Linked DNA regions of Zea mays: region 2 is linked to region 1. A link is a contact called in public Hi-C data. All regions are on one chromosome and are shown on one strand. Each heading gives the region's core, a stretch centred on a gene start, on an enhancer-like site or on the middle of the called end of the contact. The rest is flanking DNA. Distances are from core to core; before and after follow the strand shown. Region 1 has its middle 77 kb from the start of LOC100281677. Region 2 holds the start of LOC542504 (replication licensing factor MCM7 homologue).

Region 1 (6,126 bases), core at 1,211-3,710:
CCACAATATAAAGCTAGGTTCCTTGGCTTACCAACGATCGCTGAGAGCCAAGGCACGAGGTGGGGAAAAGGTCATGGGCGGATGACAAGTGGTAAGATCCCCATGTGGCTGTGACCCAAGGTCACAAGTGTCGATGTGTCGAACTAGCACTAGCGAGTAAATTTGTGTATGCACGTCTTAGGCCCAGATGGTGCTCAATGGGCATAAGAATTATACTAGTTCGAGGGGAGTGTCCCTACTCTAGTCTTAGGTTGCTCTATCAACACCTAATTGCTTGTAGTAGGGGTTACAAGCGAGCGAGAGAGAGGGAGAGATCCTAAATCTCTATGCATTGTGTTGTGCTTGTGGTTGTTTTCTAAGAGGTTGTCCCCTTTTTATCCTCTTCTAACGAGATTGACCCCTCCTTTTATAGTTCAAGCAGGGGGGTTTATAGATGGCTTCTCCCGAAAGGGAGCGTAATGGAAATAAAGTTTTCACCTATAGTGAGAACTTTTCTGTCACACCTGGATTTAAGGGCAACCCCGGCCACGTCTCAAACGTGTGCTAGGATCAAGTCTCACACATATGATGACTCATGGTATAAAAATCAATATCACATATTCATTATATAATAGGGGTTCTATATAAAATAACTAAATAGATTACATCATATGACGACAACAATCCTCCACCATTATAGTTGACTGGGAGACGATGGCTTAGACCTCTCCGAACTCTTTGAAACATCCTTCATGTTCCTCGTTTGCAGTACCTGTTCTTGACCTGGTGTGAGTTTAGTAAGAGTGAGCTCACATACGTTCATCGCTCAACAAGTATGGAAAAAAGTGTAGTATAAGGCTTACCAAGGAAAATGGTTAAGGCTGAGCATTGCTTTTAATAAGCTAGTCAAAATTTTATTAAAAATTACTTAGTGTAAGTAGATACCAACCCAATTAAATAAGATATCACAATTAATAATAAATCCCACAATGCAATGCAAACGACATATTAAATTTAATTCCATCAATTAATCATGTGAGAGTCTTGAGTCGCTCAGGGTTTCGTCTGTGCGGGCTGCATGCCACCGGGGCGTCGGGAGGCGCGACCGATTCCTCACCGGAGCTCCCAGCTGGCTGCTGCACCGCCTTGTGCCGTGGATCGGGTCTTAACCGCCGTGAACCAAGGTGATTTCAGCCTCCACCTCTTCGCCATGTCCTCTTAGGGGTTTAGCTTCAGTAAATTTCATATTTGGGGCATTGGGGCACTTGTTGGCATGCTCCTCGGTGAAGCACCGTCGTGGTGCCCCTGCTCCACTACCAATGTCCAGCCAGGGCAGGGTGATAGGGCTATGGCCATTAAGATCTCGATGGACGGTCGAGGTTAGGTCATAGCGTACCTTTTCGCGAGATCAGATCGGGACCATAGATCTGGGATCGGGCGGTTAGGATGGTGTTAGACCATAATAAAATCTGGGCCATCCAAATCGGATCTGGCGTCTGTCATTGCGTACCGGTTCAGTAATGGACCTTTTAATCTTGACTGCAGACCATGGATCCCATGGCCTTAATCGTGTATCGGTTTATTTAAAGGTAGGTCTAATATGAACCATCCACTTAAGATCCATCGACCAATACCCCTTCAGCCATGCTCTTTTGCTAAAGAGCCGCTGCCGTTTTTGGTAATCAACCTGCGGTACATACATGTTATATCATAGTTAGGTCCTTATTTTCACACAACAACCCCTGGACTTTTTAAATATACTATCCACTGTCCCACCATAGCCAAGTTTCAGGAAAGCCCTCGGTTTAAGATTTTATAATTATATATAGGCCCTTGTTCTTCACAAAACAGCCCCTAGGTTGACATTTTAAATCAAAATAGCTCTAAAACTTGTTTGATCCATAACATTTGTGTCTTAACTTTGATTTGACTTGTTCAAATTTGTAATACCTCCATATGTGTTTTGCCTCTATTTATTATAACATGGGAACAACCATATTTAGAATGATTAATTGGCTAATGACACCTAAATTAATCTATGCATCATGTTGGACTTTATTTGATTGTGCACTTATAAATAATAAAAATAATAATACAATAACAGTATATTAGTATCCAATTTGGGATTTCTTACCTAATTTACAACTTGGGAAATTGAAGATGACATAGAAGGAGAAAAGAAGGAAAAACATTATACAAGATAAAACAAAATATATAGATAAATAAAATCCTACTATACTAGTATGTTTATTTTGTACATTTAATTTGAGTACAAGTTCACAGCACTATTTGAATTCAAATTTGGGATTTAAAAATAAAGAGAAAAGAAATCAGGAAAAGGAAAAGAAAAAGAAAAAAACATCTAAAACTCAGCTTGGGCCAAAACCGTGGAACCGGCCCACTTGGCCCATTCTCCGCGCGCGCAAGGCTTTGCATGCGACTACGCTCTCCCTCTATGGCAGGTGGGGCCGCCATCAGCTGGTCACACCGGCGCAGCTCTCCGCTACCCTAGTTAGGCGATGACGGGTGGGCCCACCTTGTCAGCACGCTCCTCGTGTAACAAACATCGGGTCTGCTGCCGGCCGCGCCGGGATCGCATGGTGGAGCACTCACCTATCCTTGCATCCATCGAGCGTCAACTTGGACCCACCGATCCCTGTGCCCCAAGTATATATCCCGAGCCGGACGCCTCCTCCTCCTCTTGTTCGCCAGACTCGTCCACGTGCGCCAAAAGATAGAGAAAGGGTGAGTGAGGGTTGGGGGGTCACGCTCGTGCTCGAAGACCGGGCTGGGGGAGCTAGGGGACCTCTCGTACTCTACGCACGGATCGGAGTCATGACTGCGGACAGGGCCCAATCGGAATCGCTCACCGGTGTTCGTCATCGCCGCGTTTCAGCCCCGCGCTATGGACCGACTCCATCACCACAAATTCATGGGTACGACCGCTTCCGTTGATGTCACTAGTTAATCCTTGTGGTGTAGCGTCACGCGGGGGAGGAAGTTACTCCTCGATGGGACAGGAATTGCTCATCGGTGCCACTCCGATTTCGGTCTGCCGCGGTTCGCTATGGTCGGGGAGCTGGACATGACAATTGGCTATAGTAGATTTTCGAGTTCAGGAGGGTCAGGGCGTTGTGCGCTGGCAATTAAACTTGGAATCCAAGTCTGGGGGCGTCAGGCGGAGTGCATCGGTGACCTGCTCCGCCATAGGGGGGTCTCAGTGGCGCCACCCGGTTGAGTCAGGGGTTAGTGGCGACCCCTAGACTGTCCGGTGTGCCAGCGGAGCAACGGCTGCTTCACGCCAACGGTTGTATGCAGAGAGCAGTTAATGCGCTACAGTGCGCGTAGAAGTCAGAGCAGAGCCAGAAGGCGCACCAGATAGTGAAAAGTGACTTTCCGGTGCACCACCGGACTGTCCGGTGGCCCAGCTGTCAGAAGCTCCAACGGTCAGAACCCAACGGCCGAGTGACATGGCTGGCGCACCGGACAGTGTCCGGTGGCGCACTGGACTGTCCGGTGCGCCATGCGACAGCAGCCTCCACCAACGGCTCCTTTGGTAGTTGGGTCTATAAATACCCCCAACCACCCACCATTCATTGCATCCAAGTTTTCAGCCTTCACACCTCATACAAGAGCTATAGCATTCAATACAAGACATAAACAAGAGATCAAATCCTCTCCCAAGTCCAAAGATCATTCCAATCAAATAGTGACTAGTGAGAGAGACAATTGTGTTCTTTTAAGCTCTTGCGCTTGGATTGCTTTTCTTCTTCATTCTTTCTTGTGTTCAACTCACTTGTAATCAAAACAAGAGACACCAAGTTGTGGTGGTCCTTGTAGCGGACTTAGTGTCCCATTTGATTGAAGAGAAAGGCTCACTCGGTCTAGGTGACCGTTTGAGAGAGGGAAAGGGTTGAAAGAGACCTGGTCTTTGTGACCACCTCAACGGGGAGTAGGTTTGCAAGAACCGAACCTCGGTAAAACAAATCACCGTGTCATCCGCCTTATTTTCTTGTGATTTGTTTCCGCCCTCTCTTTCGGACTCGTTTATATTTCTAACGCTAACCCTGTCTTGTAGTTGTGCTTAAAGTTTGTAAATTTCAGATTCGCCATATTCACCCCCCTCTAGGCGACTTTCAGTAGGCCCTCTACACTGTGGACGGCTGGTGTGCCGATGACCTGGGAGAACACGTCGGAGGGCAAGGCCTCGCCTCTGGCAGCTGCTTTGGCCAATGCGTCGGCCTCCTCGTTCTTGGCTTGGTCCACATGTTGCAAGGTAAAGCCCTTAAATTGTATCTCAAGACTGCAAACAGCCGTGAGATACTGCATGAGTGCGGGGTCTTTTGCTGAATATTCTTTTTCGACCTGGCCAGCGACCACTTTGGAATCTGTTTTGATTATGCAGGTAGTGACACCAAGCGCTCGTAGCTTGCGAAGACCGAGGATGACAACTTCGTACTCTGCTACGTTGTTGGTGCATCTGTCGGACTCCAAAGCAAAGCTGAGGCGTGCTGCATATCTGTGTTTAACCCCCGTGGGTGATGTGATGACTGCAGCTGTGCCTGCCCCCGCATGGCACCATGCGCCGTCGCAGTGAATGGTCCACACTTTCTTTGCTGGCTCGTCCTGCTGCGTTATTGGCCCTGTCTAGTCAACGATGAAGTCTGCCAGGACCTGCGACTTGATTGTTGTTTTGGGATCGAAGGTGATATGGTAGCCGGAGAGCTCGGCTGCCCATTTGGTGATCCGGACAGACGCCTCCGGGTTGCGAAACAGCTCTCCCAGTCCCCTGTCCGAGGTGACCCGCACCATGAATGCCTCGAAGTAATGGCGCAACTTGCATGATGCCATGGCGATTATGTAGGAGATTTTCTCTAACTCGGTCATGTTACACTTGGAGGCCATGAGGACCTCAGAGACATAGTAGACTGGATATTGCCGGGTCGTGCCCTCCCTGTTCTGCTCTTGGACTAGGGCTGCGCTGACTGCATGTGGCGAGGCGGCAATGTATAGCAGCAGCGGCAGCGAAGGGTTTGGACTGGTGAGAATGGCCAAGTCTGACAGGTGCTGCTTGAGTGATGCGAAGGCTGCCGCCTGTTCTGGTCCCCACACAAAGTCCTTCGCACCATGCAGTGTCTTGAGGAAAGGTAGACTTCACTCGGCGGACTTGGAGATGAATCTGTTCAGAGCGGCTAATCTGCCTGTCAGACGCTGGACATCCCTGGTTGATTGTGGGGGTGTCATGTTGACTATTGCCTGAATCTTGGTTGGGTTGGCCTCGATCCCGCGGTGTGACACCAGGTAGCCCAATATTTTCCCCTGGCGGACCCCAAAGACGCACTTCTCGGGGTTGAGTCGAAGTCGAGCATCCCGCATGTTTGCGAATGTCTCTGCGAGGACGGCTAGGTGATCCGCCTTATTCTTGCTGGCGACGACTATGTCGTCCACATACGTGAAGATGTTCCGCCCTACTTGTCTCTCGAGCACCGTCTTGGTGAGGCGAGAGAAGGTAGATCCAGCATTCTTGAGTCCCTCCGGCATCCTGATGAAGCAGTACGTGTCGAAGGGTGTAATGAAACTGGTACTGGCCTTGTCTTCCTCTTTCATATATATTTGGTGATAGCCGGAGAAGCAGTCGAGGAGTGACATGACTTCGCATCCGGCCGCACTATCGACGATCTTGTCGATCTGAGGCAGCGGGAAATTATCCTTGGGGCAGGATTTATTGAGGCTTGTGAAATCGATGCACATCCGCCACTTGCCGCTTTTCTTTTGCACCATGACTACGTTAGCGAGCCACGTAGGGTAGGCGACTGGTTCGATGAAATTGGCCTCCAGCAGGCGGTGTACTTCGGCTTTGGCGGCTTCTGTTTTTTCATTGGACATTTTGCGTAGCCGCTGCTTCTTTGAGCGCACCAAAGGGTCGATGCCTAGACTGTGCTCGATGATGGTGCGACTGACTCCGACCAGGTCAAGGGCAGACCAGGCGAAGATGTCCTTATTTCTGGAGAGACAGGAGATGAGTTTCTCCTTGTCTTGCGAAGTAAGGTCTTCGCTTATGATGACCGTTTGCTTGGGCGTTGCCTGGTCAAGGGGAACTGTCTTCGTTCCATCGTTGCTCTACAGCTGTGCCTTTTCATGTTCGTT
Region 2 (6,126 bases), core at 1,850-4,349, 190 kb after region 1:
AACAACTCGAAACAAGGATGAAATTGAAGATTTACCAGTAATATAAGTACGAAATCTCAACTGTTGACAGATTTTAAAATGGAAAAACTACATATTTTCTCGTTAGCTATAGTCAGGATTGGAGTACAAAAGGTTTGCACCTGTAGTTCAGTAGAAAAGAGAAATACAGTAAAAGATGCCATCATAAGGGGGTGTTGGTCTTACCAGTGCTCCACCTTCGAGGACAAACTCATTTGTTACTGGATCTTTCTGGACTGCAGCGGTAAGTCCAACACCACTGCTCCCACGTCCAGTGGTGTACACTCCTCTTGGTGCAACATTGATAATATGCTTCAGAAGTTGACTCTTTGCAACACCAGGATCTCCCATCATGCATATATGCAGGTCTCCTCTGATCTGTACATTTACATTTCAGTCAATATTGAGATGTAAACTGTTGGAGAGAACAAAGCCTCGGATGGAAATGACATCATACTGATTCCTAGCAGCATACGTACCTTCATGCCATCTGCGAGCTTCCGATGGGGTGCACCAACAAGTAGTAACAGCAGTGCCTTTTTGACATCTTCATGGCCAAATATTTCAGGTGCCAAGGACCTTGCCAGCTTACTGTAGATATCACCGTCCTCAGCCAATCGGTCAATTTGTTCTTGTTCATCACCTTTTAGATCATACCTGAAACAGTTTTGCAATCACTATCAGACAGTTGCAGAAGATAGATGGATTGCTCGGCATGAAACCTAGATGACTTACTCCTCATATTTTTTCTTGAAGTGGGTGACAGACATTGCTTCCAAGTAAGTATCAGCAACTAATCCTGCGCGCATCGCTCTAAACCCGTAGTATGGCATAGGGAGAAAAATACCCGACATCTCAACCACATCTCCAGGTGCAACCTGCCCATGATAGCATTAGTACTTGGTTATATTACAGAATACCTTTAGTGAGTTCTTAATTCTCATGAGAGCATTCAGATAGTGAATTGAATAAACCAAAAGCACAAATCTAAAAGCAACTTCCTTTCAAACCTAAACTGTAGAGTACTTTGATACAGAAATGGCGATAACAGAAAAGTAGAAGCTATTGTACTGCAAAGCAAAACTGCTCAAATTACAAGAAAGCTACTATTTTGCTTTACCTTTCTAGTCAGCTCTCCTCTTAGATGAACAGTCAGAGCACGAGGAATGTGGCCCTTTGGTACGTGCTCTGCTAACTCTTGAAGCTTTACCTGCAGGAAAGTGTAGTTATATAAAAGTGGAATCCAAAATAAGATGAAATTTTGGCTGGTCCTTTAAATGAAGAAAGAAAGCCCTGCTTGACCAGATTGTGAAGAAAGGTTAATACCTCCTGAAATTTCAAAAACTTTGACGCACGCAGTTGAAGGATTAGATTTCCCTTCGCTTTGTTCAGCTTGCATCGTTGAGATGGACATTCAATGAGGGGCATAAACACTCTAGCAGTCACTTCCTGCCAAATTTAAAACAAAAGTTTTGTTTGAAATAGAACATAGACCGGTGAAAAAATCTAGGTATGCAGCTGAGTATAGAAAGAAGTACATTTAACCGGATATTTCAGCACATGTCCTACGCTGCTCTATGATCATTTATCACAATGTCAATATGAAGAGCCAAATTCTTAAAAAGTAAGCCTAAAAATGAGATCAAGTACCTGGTATATCTCGAAGCCACATTCTTCACATGTATAAACAGCAACCTGCATCAAGGGCTTCACATCCGAGCAGCGAGTAACAATCCCAGATATTTTCACAAGCTGACCAATGTTGGATGCCTTCACTTGCCGAATGGTGAGTGGAGTCACCTTTGAGAATGCCTTGATGTAAACCTCACTAAAATGCCCACCCAAAAAATCAGTTAAAATCAACAGAGCACATAATTGGATAGACAGGAAAATTATTGGAGCTGTGGCACAGAATTAAGTAGCTCGAGAAATAATCTTAGCAAAAATCTGAGGTGCAAATGTTTAATTCGGATGAAATATTATATGGTAGTATAACAGTTCAATATCCTTATAAGCTTGCAGGAAATTTTATATTCCGTTGTAATGTTCCAGACATGGTCTATCAAACCAGATGAAATGCTTCGATTTACAGAAAAAAAATCAGAGGCAGAAAAATCTAATCTAATTATGCAGTACAAGCAGTAATATGATTTATCTTCATAACATGCAATGTCATACTCTCTCGTTTCCAATCTCTTTTGTTTTAACCAAATTACCGAAAACAGGACACCATTCACCAGAGAAATTTAGGACAAAGCCACTTACAAGAACCGTTTGATCTCTGGTGGCATTTTCTGTAGCGGGTCCGTGCCGTCCGCGCCGCCGTCGGCCCCCTCATCCACACGCTGCGTCATCAGGATGTCCTGGTCCTCGTCGACGGTGTACGCCTCTGTGGGCTCCGGCATGATCTCGTCCATGGCCTCCGCGAAGATGCCGATGTAGCGCCGCGTGTTCTCGGTGACACGCTGCAAGAACTCCTCGTCGACATCCTTATACTGCACACCAGGAACAACATTTTACACCCAAAACCACATCTTGTACCCGCGAAGTTGGGAAAAAGGGAAAAAACTAAAAGGAACTGAACACTGTGGAGGTGAGAAGTTTGTACGTGGAATAGGTCGTCCAGCTCGATCTGGACCGCGCGTATCTTCCTGTTCGCGACATCTTGCTGCAAGCAGAAAGAGAAATCAGCGTGAAATTGCGAGAGAGAGAGAGAGAAAAAAACCGATCTGGAAGGGGCAAGCCTAGAACACGGGGAAGATAAACCGATCATGGGTACCAGGATGTTCAGGTACTTGGGCTCGCCGTGAGGGCCGGTGAAATTGGACAGGAAGTCCTTGGCGAGCGCTGCAGAGACAAATCAAACACAAAGAACCAACGCACCGTCAGAGAACGTTCTAGAACCTTGCGCGAGCAAACGAAGAAACGGTTCGAGGAGGTTCCGGATGATGTTGCCACAGCAACACGTACCTTTGTCTGCGGCGAAGTCAGGGTTCTTCATCCCAGCGGCGGTGATGGGACGGCGGCGTGGGGGTGGGAGGCAGAGAACAGCGGGAGGCGGGAGGGGGGCGGCGAAGTGTTCGGGGGATGGCGGGAAGAAGGGAATAAAGAGGAGGCTTTGGGCGGGAAGGGAGAGGGCGGTGTGGCGGGAAGAATAGGGTTGGTCCGAGCTCGAGCGGGCCGAAATTTTGTGGGCTTACTAGAAGCACGATTGGGCCTTGATCGAGCCGCTCTGCGCTGTGGCTGAGAAGCCAGAGGTACCTGATGATTCCCTTTTTTTTCATTTTAGCCTTTTTGGTTTTATTTTCACAAATACGTATTTTCAGTTTCATTTCAAAAATGAACCTTTAGCTCGGCGCCATCAATATTGATACCGAGCTACAACGTATCAGCGCCAATTAATTTAGCGTGTATATGTAAGAGTCGACGCCTACGTGGATCTGACGTGGCAGCACTTCGGCGTCGTGATCTCGGCGCCGACCTCGACGCCATGGATCTCGGCGCCGACCTCCGTGTCTATAAATATCCCACTCCAGCTCGTGTCCAAGCGCCTACATGGTCGGGATGCTTATGCTGCACGATGTGCGTTTGCCGCCTGGCAGCACCGAGCGAGCGCTGGAACGCTTGGACTGCTCGTCCGCCGGCGCCTAGACACGGCGCAGGGCCGCCTCCGTCCGCAGAGGCCGTGTCGGTCATGCGCAGGCTGACCCTAGAGATGAAAACGGGACGGGTACCCAGAACGGGTATCGGATACGAGTACGAAAACGAGTCAAAATTTCGGATACGGATACGGGTATTTATGTTTGTCGGGACGGATACGGGTACTACCCGAATATTGAACCTCGGATACGGATAGGATACGGAATCACTAATACCCGGTCAGTACCCGAAAATCTCGAGTAGGATACGAGTACCATTCGGGTACCTGGATTGGGCCTACTCTCTGCTGCTTCTGTTAATCTGCTTGATAGGCGGCCCATCCACAGGCGCACCCACATTCCTCAGTCCTCACGCAGCAGTGCAAGGGCAAGCTGCAAGCCCACGGACGGCCCTAGCCCCTAGCTCGAGCAAGGCTGCAAGTCTGCAACCTGCAAGCCTGCCGAGGGGGCATGTTGTCGAATTTGCACTTCTAATGTATTTGCACTTCTAATTTGCACTTCCAAGCACAAGCCAGCCAGGGGCATGCTCCTACCCTAATGTATTTTCTTATTTGCACTTCTTCCTTTATGTTAATTAATGTCAACTATCTACTATCTGTTATATACTTGTGGACTTGTAGATTATGTCTAAAATAGGAGACATGCTGTCGAATTTTTTTAATATTTTGTTGTTGGTTCCACAATGTCCTTGTGATTAGTAACTTTGAACTGCATGATGTTAATTTTATAGGTTTCTTTCCTACATTTGATCTATCATATACATGATTATGTGTTGCTTAATTTATGTGTTTGTTGGATGGTTGGGCAATTAATGTCATCGGTACGAACTACCCGACAACTATCCGGTACTTACCCGCATAGTATCTGTTATCCGTTTCTTACCTGCCCGGATTATTATCCGGTCCCGTCTTGTACCCGCCCCGAATCTTAACTATCCGTATCCGGTCTCGTATCCGAAAGAAATACATTAGGGTAGGATACGGGATAGCCCTCTATCCAGCTGTATCCGTCCCGTTTTTATCGCTAACTGACCCTACGTCGGTGGAGGATGGCCAAGCCTCCCACGCCCTGCTGGAATAAAAAAGACTTGCTGAGGTGCTCCTAGCATCCCTCGTTTTTTTGCCGGTGACTCGCTCATTATCATCGAAGCGCAGAACCCGAGTAATGGACTTCTATTTTCATTTGGTAAAAAAAGGAATGACGTTCTTCTAGCTACATATCAAGTTGAGTCATTCTTAATTTCACTTACTTTAAAAAAACTACTAGTATTTATGATGTCAAATGACTAGTATTAGATTTATCATACAATACATTGTTATAGTATAACTTCTTTAATTATATCCGTTGATACTATCATTTATAAATTGAGATAAATTTGACTTGGGCCGGATATCGATCGAGTTGCATTTTTTTGGACATATTTAGTACACTAATATTATAGTGTATGTACAACGACTATTTCTGTATTGATATATATTAGCTATTTTAATAACCTATAATTAGTCAGTATATATCTTTGTCCACGCCATATCACTACTAGGGTCTACCGGAAGGCTTTTTAAGGACGAATGCATATTTTTTTACGAGAGGGCTGAAAATATAAGACATATCTATAAATTGTTTTTCCAATGTATGGATTTAGATGTTTTAATCTTGTGGGACTCATAATATGTTCAATAATATGTTCAAGACCCTAAACTCTAAACTGATAATATTTAAATTGTTTTAATCTTTGATAGAAGAGAAATTATTAGAAAAAACTAGCGACTGGAGTAGGATATTTATAGACACGAAGGTTGGCGCCGAGATCCACGGCGCTGAGGTGCTGCCACGTCAGATCCACGTAGACGTCGACTCTTACATGTACACGCTAAATTAATTGGCGCCGACACGTTGTAGCTCGGCGCCAACAGTGATGGCGCCGAGCTGATGGTCTATTTTTTGAAATGAAATTGAAAAGAGCGTATTTGTGAAAATAAAAACTAAAAAGGGCTAAAATGCAAAAAAACGCCGATGATTTGGGATAGGGATGAAACCGGGACGGAAAAATCCCGTACCGACCGGCGTCGTATACCGCGTTAACCGATCGTATATCGGATTTTCGGGAAAAACAGGAAACAGGAAAAAATACGGGAAATACGGACGGTAACAGGAACGAAATCAGGAAGAGTTGTTTCCCGACCGGATTAACGGTTCTTGTATTGTATCCGGAATAATCCTGTATGTGTTCCCGTTTACACTTGGCCCAAATGCGTGCTTCAGCTTGGCCCAAATGCGTGCTTGGCCCAAAGCCCCAAATGGCCAAATGTAACCCTAGCTTATGTGCGGGATGTGCCTGTGTGTGCTGCGTGGTGTGGTGCGTGCGTGCTGCCGCTCAGTCGCAAGCCGCTGTGCCGCTGTCGGTGCTGTGCCTGCTGCAGTGCTGCCGCCCACCGCCCGCTCAGCCGCT

What was found. Hi-C and Micro-C count contacts between places; a contact is called where the count stands out from the background.
Region 2: a contact with region 1 is called in a Hi-C map of tassel, with 1.7 times the contacts expected there. The contact joins the promoter of LOC542504 here to the enhancer-like site in region 1. A contact is called at or near these places in 3 of 25 Hi-C or Micro-C datasets (leaf and tassel).

What each region holds. Positions count from the first base shown.
Region 1 is chr1:150,384,306-150,390,431 of Zm-B73-REFERENCE-NAM-5.0, forward strand. No RefSeq gene overlaps it. Among protein-coding and RNA genes, the nearest start is that of LOC100281677, 77 kb to the left of the region's middle. Within about 2 kb of position 2,461, at least 18 of the 20 cell types and tissues checked have an H3K27ac peak or open chromatin away from gene starts, as enhancers often do. A contact at or near this core is called in leaf and tassel, where this site is marked.
Region 2 is chr1:150,573,375-150,579,500 of Zm-B73-REFERENCE-NAM-5.0, forward strand. It overlaps LOC542504 (replication licensing factor MCM7 homologue), which reads right to left and starts at 3,100. Exons shown (of 15, transcript NM_001112054.2): 1 at 2,989-3,100; 2 at 2,798-2,865; 3 at 2,627-2,686; 4 at 2,284-2,513; 5 at 1,669-1,846; 6 at 1,345-1,467; 7 at 1,139-1,228; 8 at 754-896; 9 at 498-675; 10 at 205-396. The coding sequence starts at 3,019.